Linked DNA regions of Rattus norvegicus: region 2 is linked to region 1. The links are chromatin contacts, called in public Hi-C maps. All regions are on one chromosome and are shown on one strand. Each heading gives the region's core, a stretch centred on a gene start, on an enhancer-like site or on the middle of the called end of the contact. The rest is flanking DNA. Distances are from core to core; before and after follow the strand shown. Region 1 overlaps LOC108348532 (a long non-coding RNA gene). Region 2 overlaps Atxn1 (ataxin 1).

Region 1 (6,856 bases), core at 1,742-4,241:
ACTCTCTGGAGTTAGCTATCTCCTTCTACCAAGTGGGTTCCAGGAATCGAACTCAGATCATCAGCCTTGGCCACAAGCACCTGTGTGGACCCAGCCCCTCACCAGCCCAGATCTGTGCTCTTGATTATAAAAATCCCCCAGAACTGCTGACTACTGGACGGGCATTTTTTTTTTTTTTTTTTTTTTTGCAGAAGGGCAAAAATGCCGCATACAGATAAGCACCGGAGAAGCTGGAAAAGTTAAACGGGCAGTTTAGCTCTTTAAAGGAAGAAGTTGCTTAGCTGTTCTCCCAGAACGCTAGGAGAAAAGATCGTAGTTTACCACATGCAGACCATTCGGTATCTGTTGTTTCAGGCTTTACCCATAGTCCCTAGAGTTCATGTTTTGCTATGCCAGACCCATTTCCCCCTAAATCTTGAGCGTTGCTTCCAGGGCATAAAAGTCATTCTTATGAGTGATGTTGCTTGTGCTTTACAACAGCCTAAGTGGCTTCTGTGTTATCGTAGGGCCAGTTCAATCCTGACACCCATGAGCATTATGTAAAACTCAGTGATTCTCCCTAGACCCTGAATCTTGGGCACCATCTCTGAGTCAACGATACCCATCTTTGAGAAAGAAGCCAGATGCACTTTGTAAAGAATCTCAATTTGCCTTAAATTTGTTGTACACTTAGGACTGGGTTAATTGTCATCAGAACCCTCTCCTCTCCCCAAATTGTGCAGTGCTTAAATAAATGAACTGAAGTGAGACTCTCAGAGCTTGAGCCAGTGGTGGATACTGAGTCGCACTGAACTGGGTTTCATTCTTGTCTTACTCTTGGATTATTTCAGGGACTCCCCTGCCTCCACAGGCTTTAATTCTCCTTTTGACTTCATAACCTCTACTCTTTCCACCTGTACTCACTACTCTAGGCTGGCCAATGTGACTAAAAGCTGAAAATTAAAATTAGCAGCATTGGAATGCCAGAGTCTTCCTTGCTGTCTATTTCACTCACCTGTGTTAACTATTCAGCCCTGGTGGGGTTGAGCTCACAGACCCTGGTGTTTTTGTCATTGGAACAAAATGTGCCACACGTACATTTGGGGCAAAGGAGTTGCCCAGGCTGGGAGATGAGATAGTTTTTCGCAGGGGTGGTCCAAGAAGGGTATATCACCAGGAGCCCAAGTCGACAAGTGAGGTGGCTCTGGGGGCTAAGGTTCTTGTTACCAAGCCTGATGACCCAAGTTTAATTATTGGACTCACTGCAGGGCTAAGAGAACCAACTCTTATCTTCTGATCTTCATAAGCACGCTACTGAGCGTGTGTGTGTGTGTGTGTGTGTGTGAATACTCACACGGATACATACACATACACACACAGTCACAGGCACATACACAGACACAGACAGAGACACACACAGGCACACACACAGACACATAGGCACACAGATATACAGGCACACTTAAAGACTCACACAGACACACAGAGACACATACACAGATACACACAGAGACACACACAGGTGCGCACACAGACATCCTTAACGACACACACAGACACAGACTCACAGACACAGAGACACACTTAAAGATACACAGATCACACAGACACAGACATACAGACACACAGGCACACTTAAAGACTCAGACAGACACAGACATACAGACACATAAAAACACATACACAGACCCAAACACAGACAGACACACTTAAAGACACACACACAAACACACACACACACAGACATACACAGGCACACATGCAGATACACCTACACACACAGACACACACAGAGACACAACACACACACAGAGACACACAGGCACACACACAGACACACTTAAAGACACATAGAGACCCACACAGGGACATAGAGATACAGACACAGCCACACACACACACACATGCACACACACAGAGAAACATATACACTCACACACAGATACACACATTCACACACACAAGCACAAAGAGACACACACAGGTACACAGATATACAGACACACACAGGTAGACAGACAGCAGACAAGCAGGCAGGCAGACAGACAGACAGACAGACAGACAGACAGACAGACACACACACACACACACACACACACACACACACACACCAGACTGAACTGTTTTCCCAGCTCAGGCCTACTTTACAGGCAACCCAATATTACTCAGACTTGATCCTTTTCCCTTGAAATCCCTTTTGCACGCATCAGGAATTCTTTCCCTCTCCTGCCTGCTTTGGGCTATTCTCCTATCCAAAGATGGCCTTCCACCGGACAGTTCTCTAAAGTTCCTTTGTCCCTCTGGGCTCAGCTTCCTGAGTTACCTACTTTGCCTCCTAGGAAGTTCCTACGCAATCAACTCAGTAGAGAAGCCGTGTGTTCTTCTGACTTCCTCGGCCTGAAGGATAAGCTCCTTACATTTGTATGTTTATATCTCATCTAAATCTTCCTGCGGCGCAGCCGAGGATGGACACAAACCTGTCTTACAGCCTTCAAGAGCAGTCTTCAAAGCCGGGGAGCACTTCCCAATCACAGCCACTAGAGGTCGCTCATCCACACAGTCTTGCCCGGTTCAGGTTCCCAGCTGCACAGGGAGATTACTAGACAAGCTGGAAGTAGGGCAGGCTGTCTTTATTTCTTTTTCTCTCCAACACAGCCTCAGGCCATCAGAGCTTCTGAAGTCAGGGTCCCTGCCGTGCAAGCTGCAGAATGAAAACACTGCAAATCACAAAGGTCACTGCATCCACTCTGCGAATCCACTGCTCACCTGAAATCTTCTGCTTCACCAGCAAGAGCCCAGTTAAGGTTCTGAATATTTTTTTCCCAGCTCTAGTTTCCCAGAAGTGGGAGGGGGAACATGTGACCACTGAGTGCATTGTATGTACGCAATTACAGATTATGCCTCAGATCGGTGATGTATGGAGAAAGATTTCCATGAACAAGCCGCTTCTCTGATCCTCGGGGACTTTCTGAGCTGGGCACTGTACTAAAAACAGCACTGGCTTTTGCAAATGGGCCAAGCTTAAGGTAGAGGCAGCAATCAGATCCTACTTGAGAGACTTCATGAGCCCACAGCAGCCCTATGAAACAGTAAGTTAGGGGATCGGACAAATGCGGCAGGCGGGTGGGAAGAGAAGAAATCGTAGATAATGTGCGCCCTGCATGGCTGAGAGCCTAGCATGGTGTCATGTGGGCATTTTGGGGCAGAATGCGGATGGGAGTTGACAGTGACTGATTCAAGTGGCTGTGTCAGTTATAAACATTCAGGGGTGTGTGCAGATGCTGGGAAGCAAGCTAGCACAGTGTGGATGAGTTGAGATTCTGGCTGCCAACCCTCTAAAAGCAAGCTCGCACATGCCATCAGCAGTTTCTAAAGTAGCGTTTAGACCTACTGGCAAACTTCAAAGGCAAGGCACCATGATCAAAAGGCTATATTCAGGAGCATGTGCAGCTGGACTCCTGATGATCTGACATCGATTAGTCATGACTTAAACCCTCTGAACCTCAGTTTACTCACATAGAAAATGGGACGGATAGACCCCACCTCACAGGTGTGGATAGACACAAAGTACTTGGACTAGTGCCTGGTACAGGTCCGGAGTATGGTCACATGTTACCAGGTTTGAAATGTGTCATCGGGACATCATTGAGTCAACTTGTGTACACGCACCTACACAAGCAAAGCATCAAAAACCATTTTCCAAACGGTCTTCTTGGTCTGGCATAAGGAGTTGGCGGGACACCAGGGAGCAGAGTTGGACTGTCTTTGCCCTCTCTCTGTTCCTGCAGGCCACCAGTAGGGTGCATATTGACACACTGGAAGGCCATGCTGGGAGGTCCTGGGGTCCTCACCATGCCACCATGCCATCATGCCAGGTGGCAAAAGGGCCTCGATTTACAGCCCTGTATCAACACTGCTTTTAAAGAAGACTCTTGCCTTGTCTAAAAGCTTTAAAGTGATCACCAATTCTACCTCCCTACGGATGGGACTGCTTTCCGGGTCTCCATTTCCAGAACAGGGAGATACTATCCATACTAAAGATCTTATTCTACAAGTAGCTCCCTCCGGCAGTCAGCTTCCACAGAGTATCTAAGAGCCATCAGCCCTGGGAGACCCACTGCTTGTTCTGACATCGAGTAACAAAATAACACTCCTTGATTAGCTCAAACCACCTGGAACCTCAACCTTGTGGGCGGGTCCAGCAAATGGTCCCCATTGTCTTGCTGCTTGGATACATTGTAGTTCTGTCTGGTCTTTGATCCAGGCCATTGGAGGTTCCTCCAAATCTTACCCAGCCTCATCTAGGTAGTTTTTAGTTTTTGGAAATAGAAGTTCAGAGAGTGCGGGTTGGCTTTTAACTCCCCATGTCGCCAAGGATGACGCTACACTTCTGGTCCTTTTGTCTCTGTCTCCCAAGTGCTAGGATTCCATTGCCACCTTCTAGCGACTTCCACAAATCAGATCCTTAAGCAGCTTCGATCCCCTTGTACACATTTTTCAAGACCGTAGCTTCGAGCTGGGGCATGCTTGATTGGAGAGCAATAACCGCCATCGATTTTTCACCTCCATAGTCCTTAATCACTTAAAATTTCATTTCCAGGTCAATTACTCCATGTGACCTCTTGCTAGTCACATCAGCAGTGGATTTTTTTTATATTTAGGGTCCAGGATGAACAAAGCATGAGCTTAAATCAAGCACCAGAGAACGATGCTATCAACACATACTGTAAGCATAAACACAGGGTGAAAAGGTCCACTGAAGAGTAATACACCATGTTTACAGTAAGCTCCCCCAACCCCAATATGATAAACCAGGCTGATCAGTTTTAACTATCTGCTTAAACCTAGGATCACCTGGGAAGAGGGTCTTAATGAGGAATTATCTAGACCAGCCTGTGGCCATATCTGTAGGGGATTTGTTTTTGATTATTAACAGAGGTGGGAAGGTCCGCCCTGAACACCAGTTGGGACAATTTCATAGGCTTAGCACTGAACTGATGAGTAGTGAAAAAAAAGCTGTCTGGGCACAATTAAGCAGGTAGCCTGTGTGGGTGAGATCCAGTCTGTCTTCAGCTGTGGCTGTGATGTGGTTAGCTGTGTGAGTTCCTGTCATGACTTCCCTGAAATGACAGACATCATCATTATCAAGTACTGTGTATGTATATAGTTTTTAGGGTGAACCTTTACATAAGGGCCAGATTGGTGGTTTAGTTCACATAACCATGGTCACAAATACATGGTCTATTTTACTATGACATTAATGTCATGAAGCTCCAAGAGTTTCCCGATTTCAATACAGTCTCAGAGGTCCCCCACTGTGTATATACTTCTTCATTGGTTGAAACAACGCTGTTTTGACGACACCTGTACCCTGTCTTACTATTACCGCTGTGCTTTGGTTCTGTCACTGGTTTACCCTGGGGAATTCAGCACCGATGAGTGACATTCCTTGTGCATCCTTAGGTTACTGTCACCTGTCCGGGGGGTGAGAGAAATAAGAACCTTCCTGAGTTTCACAAGAAGATGAATAATTTTCTAAAAGCATATCACAATTTCCCTACACCGTGATTATAAGATACATAGACCATTTCCCCCTCCAAGTGTTATCTGATTTCTCTGTCATCTAACTGACTGGTGCTTGATAAAATGGGCACGTTAGGTTTTAGTCATAAGTGCAGCATTTCGGGAAGGAAGGAGGAGGAGGGGGGACCACCCCACTTCTGTAGGCAAGGGAAAACAATGAAATATTAAGAAGTTAACAGGAAAGCCATCTCATTTTATATTGTTAAACTGCCACCATGAAGTCTGGAATTTTTCGCTAAGAAGTCAGCGAGTGAGTCTTGGGTGAGGTATGAGGTGGGATGTGGGGTGGATGTGGCAGAGAGTGCGACAGAGGGCGCCACCTCATCTGCCCTCCTGCCTTCTCTTCCTTCGGAACTCCTTCCTCTACTGATCTTGTCTTTCCCCTCAGCCCCCTTTGAACCACCCCAACTTCTTTCATAAGATGTCCTTACATGCATACAAAGTTTTCTATTTGTTAATCCAAGTTGTCATGTTTTACTTAAGTTTTTTTTTTGTTTTTCTATCAATTTTTATTTTATGTGTATGGGTGTTTTGCCTATGTGTGTATCTGTGCAGCATGTGATTGGTGCCCTTGAAAGACAAAAGAGGACACAGGGTCACCTGGCACTGGAGTTACAGATACGTGTGAGCTGTCACGTGGGTGTTGAGAATTGAAACCAGTTCCTCTGCCAGGCCAGTCAGAGTTCTTAACCCCTGAGCCATCCCTACAGCCTCTCTACTTAAGAGTTTAAAGTGAATCAAATGGCTTTACAGCTCCTCTGGTCTTCTCTGCAGAGTCCTTCCTCTGCCCCTGCTCCGCCTACCAAAGAAATCAAGGGTAGTTTTGATTTACCTCTGACTATCTAGGCTAGATAAATGATCCCTAGTGGAAAAAAAAATAGTAGCCTGTCCAAGAAACATAATGCAGAATGTGTAGAATTCAAGAAATGTTGACTTGATAAAACTCATTTACAAATCTACTTCTTTATCCTGTCTCTTATGCTAGAAATTATTAACGATCTCTTTTCTGATATTGTTCTCTTTTGTTAAACATAGGTTCTTTTCTCATGGAAGGTTATCTGAATAAGTTCCCCTCTCCTCTACTTCTCCCAGCTCCTGCTCCCCTCCCCTCCCATTGGGTCCACCCCCTTTCTGTCTCTCTTTAGAGAAGAACAGGGTCCTAGGAGATACCAACAAAAGTGTCAAAATAAAATACACTAAGGGAAAACAAAAACTTAATACATCAGAGTTGGACAAGTCAAACGGAGAGAAAAATAAAAGATCCCCAGGAGAAGGCACACGAACCAGAGACATA
Region 2 (6,856 bases), core at 1,297-3,796, 520 kb after region 1:
AGGAATGTCATAGAATGTGGTTCCCTTTTGTTGTCTACTAAGTGCTTCCGCCTAGACTAATCCTGACATCTGCCTTGCCTTTGTGACCGAGGTCTCCCCTGAATCTTCGAAATGTCTATATTCTGGGATCCGCCTACATTATACGATCTGTCTGCATGCAGCATGGATAGAACCCCAAGTTGGTCCATAGGCTTCTGTTAGGCTAGATTAATCCAGACAAACTAGACGCCTAACAGTTTGTCCTTAAAAAAGAAGTGTATTTTACAAAAGGCTTACAAAAGGAAACACATTTATTTCAAAGAAAGATGACAAAAAGTTACGTATCATAAGAGCTGGGGGTACGGCTCAGTAATTGAGTACTTGCCTGTGAGGCCCTAGCTAGCTCTGATCGCTGGCAGCATGGTTACATGTAGATGCGCATGCGCATGCGCACGCACATGCGCACTTACCAGGTAGAGCCTGCATCTGTTGTTTCACCCGGCTGTTACACTCCTAGATATATTCCGTCATATATTTGCTTATTTACAAGTATTGCTTATATTCGTGTATTTGTCCAATAAATATTTAATAAAAGCCTGCGTTGTGTGAGGTATAAGCCACATTCTACTGGATATCCAGTGAAAATGAAAATGTACAACGGAGGAATTCCAGTGCCCTCATGCATCGCCAGACTGCAGAGTGGAAGGTGTGAGCCACCCAGGCAAAGTACAGTGAACTGGGATGGAATTAGGAGCTCAGACTGTGCGTCAGGATTGTACAGGTATCCAAGCAAACCAGGTTGAAAACTGCTTTAGGTTCATGACCAGAGAGGATTGATAATCATAATTGACATTAATGTATATTGAACATATGTCAGCCACTCTACTGAGTGGTTTTTTTTTTTTTCAGATGTTCTTCTTAGATTTCCCCCCACCACAACCCTATAAAGTACATTTTGTTCTTATATTTTATAGATTTCCCTGTTGCGTGCTCCATGGTTACAGCAAACCGTTTCTTTCAAAAGGCCCCGGGGAGAGGAGAAAGGGGAAAGGAGATGTGAGATGCAGTATTCATTATTGAGCTAGCAAAATCTCTCTAATTTAGACAGTTTAGGGAGAAGTCATTTTACATGAAACTATGGGGTCCTTCTAGAAAAGAAGCGCTGTTGCTTCAAGTCCTCGCCATAATTAAATCGATATAAACTATCGACGTATTTTTTTCAAACCACCAACATCATTTTACAGAAACGGGAAAACCAATGCTGGTTGCAGGGCACACAGCAGGCAAGATGTTACTAAAGATGAGCCGACAAAACATTGTTTCTATGGATAAATGAAATTGTGTTCCTATGACCTTTGCCCCCACCTTCCCACGGTTGGCAACTCGCATTTTAAAAGGAGGAGAAGGGGAAGTTAAATATTTCCTCTCTGTGCCCCTGCCTTGAGATCCTTTTGCCTCCAACAGAATCAGGGAGCCCTCAGGACCTCTTTGCATATGGGCCCTTCATCAGTAGAGCGAATGAGGCTGCACGTTTGCTTTTGCTTTTCCTATAACAAGCTTCCTGGTAAAAAAAAGGGGGGGGAGGAGGAGTTCCTTAATTTACTCCAGCATGTGGGCATCGGGTATGTAAAGCTGTCACATGAGCGTCCACACATTTCCCCAAGGCGGGGTGAGTGGGATCCGAGACTCACTCGTGGCTCCGTGACTCCATCGCCTTCTCGCCTTCTCGCTTCCCACCAAGTTATGTCTCCCACCTGCCTGGGGGAAACCAGCAGTTGCTCCTGAGTGAAATCAAAACCAGCACTCGTTTTACAGCATAATATTAAAACTATCTTCTCATCTAATCCCTTATGTCTTAAAATTACCGCATCTACTATAGGAACCAAGGTGTCCTGGCACAGGGTTGGTCTCATTCCTAGAAACTGGATTTGTCAGGGGTGTTGTCATAGAAACCGAATGAGGTAATGTTAAGGTTTCTTGGGCAAAGCCTGGACAGGGAGAACAGCTGTCTTTTGCTATCCTCAGGGTGGGGAGGAACTATGTCCACCTATGACTACCAAATCTGAGGTTGCATAAGTCCCTTAAATAAGAGAGATATATTCACTCAATGTAACCTATGCCTGGTCTTGAATATATTTTATATAAATTACTTACAATGCCCACTGACAGTGTTTGACATCACTCCAGCCATGTGCTTTTGACACAGTGTTCAGTTTGTAGCAAATCCACATTTTGCTTTTCAAGGGACACTCTCGGTTTGGTTTCCAAAATGATTCTGACCTGCAGTTGGTTAATCTGTGGATAGGGAGCCTACAGATACAGGATCTGTGGGTCCTTGGCTGATTGTAACTGTTGTTTGCTCTAGAATGACACAACTGTGCTTTTAGCTCACTGTGACAAGACCCAAGTCCATACATCCTTAAATTATACAACCCTGGTAACTTAATTTGAAAAGGCTGGAGAGTGGAATCCACTTAGAAAAACTCCAGCCCACCAACATAGTGAATGGAAGGAAGGGCCAAGACTTTTTCCTGGGCATGCTTCAAACAGTGTGTATTTTTAGAAAGCTGATGGCAGCTTAAGGAGCCATTATTGTGTGCGTACAGATAAACTCAGAAAGACCTGGGTGAGGAGGTCCCAGAGGGCCAGCTTGTTGTTCAGTTACGGATATCCGTCTTCAAGCTAGCGTCTGCTTCTCAAGCTGAGAAAGCAGCTAGTTACAAACTGGAGCTACTCAAAGCAGGTTTGAATAAGTCTAGACATTTGGTTATCTTCTGTCTAGCATTCATGTGTGCCGTGGGCGCCACACTCTTGGGGATCAGTGTTTCATTATGCAGATGGTGTTTTATGTTTAGCTCCCTCATAATAGCTTGCAGCAAACTCTGAGTGGTGAGTGTTAGCCCCGAAGAAGGGGCTACAGGACAGAACCAAGATGAGTCTGGGTGGGTTTAATAGTGACCAGTGAACCACACGACCTGTCTCTCCCCTGATTTATTATCTGGTATCTGAGTACCTCTGTGAGTGTGCAGGATCCCAAGGAATCCACCAGAGTCCCTGAGCAGTAAGAGATGGAAAAGCGGAAGTGCATTTCGGAAACGAGTGCTAACACTTTGTATAAATGAGAACTGGGCATGCGATTATCTGCCCATGGAGCAGGAAGGGCTTACCCAATGCCTCCCAGTGCATAATCACTGCCTGCACACTTTTTTATTAGCTCCTTTAGGCTGCAGAACGGAATTCTCTCCTTACCTCTCACATTAAGCACCTCTCCTACAAACGATCAATGCTTCAGTTTCGAAACTGAACGTCCGGCAATGCTTGCTCATTTCTGACTTTGAGAGTATTTCAGTTTTGGACCTGCAGCACAGAAACGTGAAGGAACGCTCATTGACCCAGATAAAACCCCACTCTCATATCTGTTCCTCTGAGCTGGAGCTTTCCAAAGGGAACGTGGGCTTCAGACGGAGCTCGGTTCTCAGTAGAAATCGGCATTGTCTTAGGTGGGCCGCTGCCTCCAAAGAAGCTCAGACCCACCACACACCAAGCCTGTTTCCCCATCACCAAATATCATGTCACGACTCAAAACCACGTCCTCCAGATAGATAGATAGATAGATATATTATTATTATTATTATTATTATTATTATTATTATTATTGACTTGTCAGTGTCCATATAGGTGCTGTGACTTAGAGGCGTGTCTCCCAGAGCTTCGTGTATAAAAGGCTTTAGCCCTGTGGACACAGTATTAGGAAGTGATCTTCTCTCTGGGAGGGGATAGGGAGTATCTACCCCTTCCTCATTGAGAGTTCTAGTGATAAAGCAAAGTTTGATTCCCATCAAAGGTCTCCCTGAGGAACCAATACATTTATCGGGCTTTCTTACAGATCGCGAGGGAGGGACTGAGGGTGGCCCCCTTCAGCTGCACTGAGAAGTCTTCCCCCATCATGGATGAGGGCCTCCCCAAAACTGCATAGATGGAGGGTCATGGGACCCTCCTCATTTCTCCTTCCTTGAAGGGAGCATCAGCAGTCAACAAGCCCAGCCGAGATGATCTTTGGCAAGCAGCATGACTGAAATAGTACTAAAGATGGCCGCTCTTTGGCTCAGGGGGTAGCGTTCCACAGAGAGGTTCCAGGAGCATTATGGGGATGCTCTTGATACTAGGGTATGGGGGACCCTGGTCTCGTTCTCGTCTCTGCTTGCTGGCTTGTGAGGTAAGGGGTTCTGTTACATGCTACCACCACATGCCACCGTCACCAGAGCCTAGGTTATTAAGGCTACTTGATATTTAATGAGGGCCTTCAGAACAATGACAACTAAAACATTTGCTTGCATGGAAGTCCACTTTCTCAGGTACGGGATTACAGTGATGAACTAAACCAACGTTGCTGGCTGAGTCCCTGATGAGCCTGTCAGCCTCGCCTTCATTCATTCATGCATTTATTCTCTCACACACTGACTCCGGTTCATCCGCCCATCTAGTAAGCACCCATCGAATGTGACATCAGTGATGTGGGTACCAGATAGGCCTTAGGAAATGATTGCTTTCTTATTACAGGCATGACTCAGTGCCAGAGGTTCAGACTACAGTATGTGGCATAGCCCACACCTTGAGCAGAAACACTGAATCTGAAGCCTCATCTTCAAGGTGGGCCAATCCCATCATCAGGCCTAAAAACAACATTGCCTTCTAGAAGGCATTGTGATGTGCACGCGCTAAGAACATGTTAAAAACCAGGCAGGCCCAGGTTCGAGTCCTGCATCTGCAATGTATCCTGCAATGCTTACCATTTTGAGGAAGATTTTTTTTTTTTAAGCTTCAGCTTGCTCCTAAATGAAGCAATCGTTTCTGCTTGTGGGGCAGCGTGAGAGCGAAGGAGAAAACATGCAGCAGTAGGACGGCCATGTTTACACAGAACGTTCATCAAATGCTGCTTGCCTGCCCCGCTCCTCATGCCTGCGATGGCTTGGCTGGTCTACTGTTACTGTAAATAGACCTTGTCGCCCTGATGCCAGAGAGCCACAGGACTTCCCTCCTTACAGTCCCTAGGGCAGCACCTTGAAGCCAGAATGTCTGGCTTCCTGACTCTCAACACCCCGAGACAGCAGGTAGCCGGAGTGTCACCCGCTCCCCAGAGAGTGTATTCTCCTCTGCGTTCAACCACCCTCCACTTTCAGGACGCCTTTAGCTCCCAGTGGAGAAGCTGGGCCCCACAGAATGCTGAGGCACCAACTCTAGCCGGATTGTCACTCTAGGGATGCTGTGGTGGTGTTCGATTGCCAAGCGTGTGCCTTTTGGGAACTTTGGGGAATTACGACTCAGTATGTGTGGGGGTGGGGAGACAAGATGACAGTTGAAAGCTTTCCATGCCAAGGCCTTTTGTTTTGATGGGGTTGGGCTGCGTTTAGTTTTTACACAACCATTGGACTCCCTAGGGAATAAGTGAGATTTAAGTAACGCCCTGCAAGGCGCTGAAGCTGGCCCCCTTGAGGCCTGTTTACCTCAGCTGTTCATGGAGGTAGAGGAGGCTGAGAGTGAAGTTTCCCAAAGATGAAGAATGTTGCCATAGACAGACCTGTATGGACGCTGGACATTAGTTTAGCCCTTTGGGATTTTTTGCTTTGTTTTGGTTTGGTTTGGTTTAGGATATTTCTGAGGGGGGAAAAAGGATCGTGTGCCTCCTAGCTGTGCGGGCTTCTGAGACAAGACAGCAAAGGTTTCTAGCAGTTATCCCTAAGCAGCCTAAAGCCGTGGATTAATTAATCTTAATGGACTTGCCGTTGAGAGTGTACTCATTTCTAGTCCAATTTCCTACTTTGGAGTTTGGGGATTCATCGGGCACGTCTAACCTGTGGATCAGGATTTCTACAAAGGTGACCCACTAATCTACTGATCACAGCACCCTGTCACAATGTCACAAAGGCTTGACACTCCTGCTGGAGTCTCTATTAAGCGCTGTTAAGTGCTGTCAGAATATGGGGATCATAGTCTGTAGTGTACAGTCCAAGGAATCGACATTTTTAAAAGATCTTACTTTTATGTGTATGTGTATACATAGCTACATGTGTGTAGACTCATGAGCATGTGTGTGTCTGTCTGTCTGTATTTATGTGATGACTCAAGACTAACACCAGGTATCTTTCTTTCTTTTTTTTTTTTTTTGGTTCTTTTTTTTTTTTTTTTTTTTTTTTCCGGAGCTGGGGACCGAACCCAGGGCCTTGCGCGCTTCCTAGGTAAGCGCTCTACCACTGAGCTAAATCCCCAGCCCACCAGGTATCTTTCTTGATCACTCTCTCTGCCTTTCTGCCTGAAGCATTGCTCACTTGGTAGAGATCACTGGTCGGCCAGTCTGGCTACCCCTTGTTTCTGTCTCCAACTCCAGGGCACTTAGGACTGCAGGCAGACTGTTGAGCCTTATGGCTTCTACGTGGACTCTGAGGGTCTGAACTCTGGTCTTCATCCTCACACAGCAAGAACTTTACCCACGAATGCATCTCCCCAGCCCTGGGGTCAGCATTATGTCAATCTAATTACAGGTCAATCTCATTAATCTCAGGATCGTCCTATGTGATCCTATGCAGTTTGCCACCCTGGTACAGCCAACCCCCATTTCACACATTCAATCCCGTATCCAACTAACGTAACTCAGGCGCCTTCCGTGCAAGATATCTAGAGGAATAATCTAAGGTTTTCAAGTTAACCTCGAGAACTGGCAATCGTCTGAGGGACCTGTGTAAAGACAACTTCAACACAATGGGAGAAAATGACAGTGTCACCTTGAGTGATGTGCTGGCTTACGAAGGCCTTAGCTATATCCCAGCAGAGCTCTGAGTGGCTGGGAACTTGGTCCCCTCCATACACACAAAGCCAGCAG

The links. Hi-C and Micro-C count contacts between places; a contact is called where the count stands out from the background.
Region 2: a contact with region 1 is called in a Hi-C map of frontal cortex, with 2.3 times the contacts expected there. The contact joins two enhancer-like sites. A contact is called at or near these places in 4 of 12 Hi-C or Micro-C datasets (Schwann cells, frontal cortex, kidney and 1 more).

Annotation. Positions count from the first base shown.
Region 1 is chr17:18,739,425-18,746,280 of GRCr8, forward strand. It overlaps LOC108348532 (a long non-coding RNA gene), which reads right to left. Exons shown (of 4, transcript XR_001841837.3): 4 at 4,008-5,453. Among named protein-coding and RNA genes, the nearest start is that of Stmnd1, 120 kb to the left of the region's middle. Within about 2 kb of position 2,992, at least 10 of the 93 cell types and tissues checked have an H3K27ac peak or open chromatin away from gene starts, as enhancers often do.
Region 2 is chr17:19,259,110-19,265,965 of GRCr8, forward strand. All of the region lies in intron 7 of Atxn1 (ataxin 1), which reads left to right. Among named protein-coding and RNA genes, the nearest start is that of Gmpr, 130 kb to the right of the region's middle. Within about 2 kb of position 2,547, at least 5 of the 93 cell types and tissues checked have an H3K27ac peak or open chromatin away from gene starts, as enhancers often do.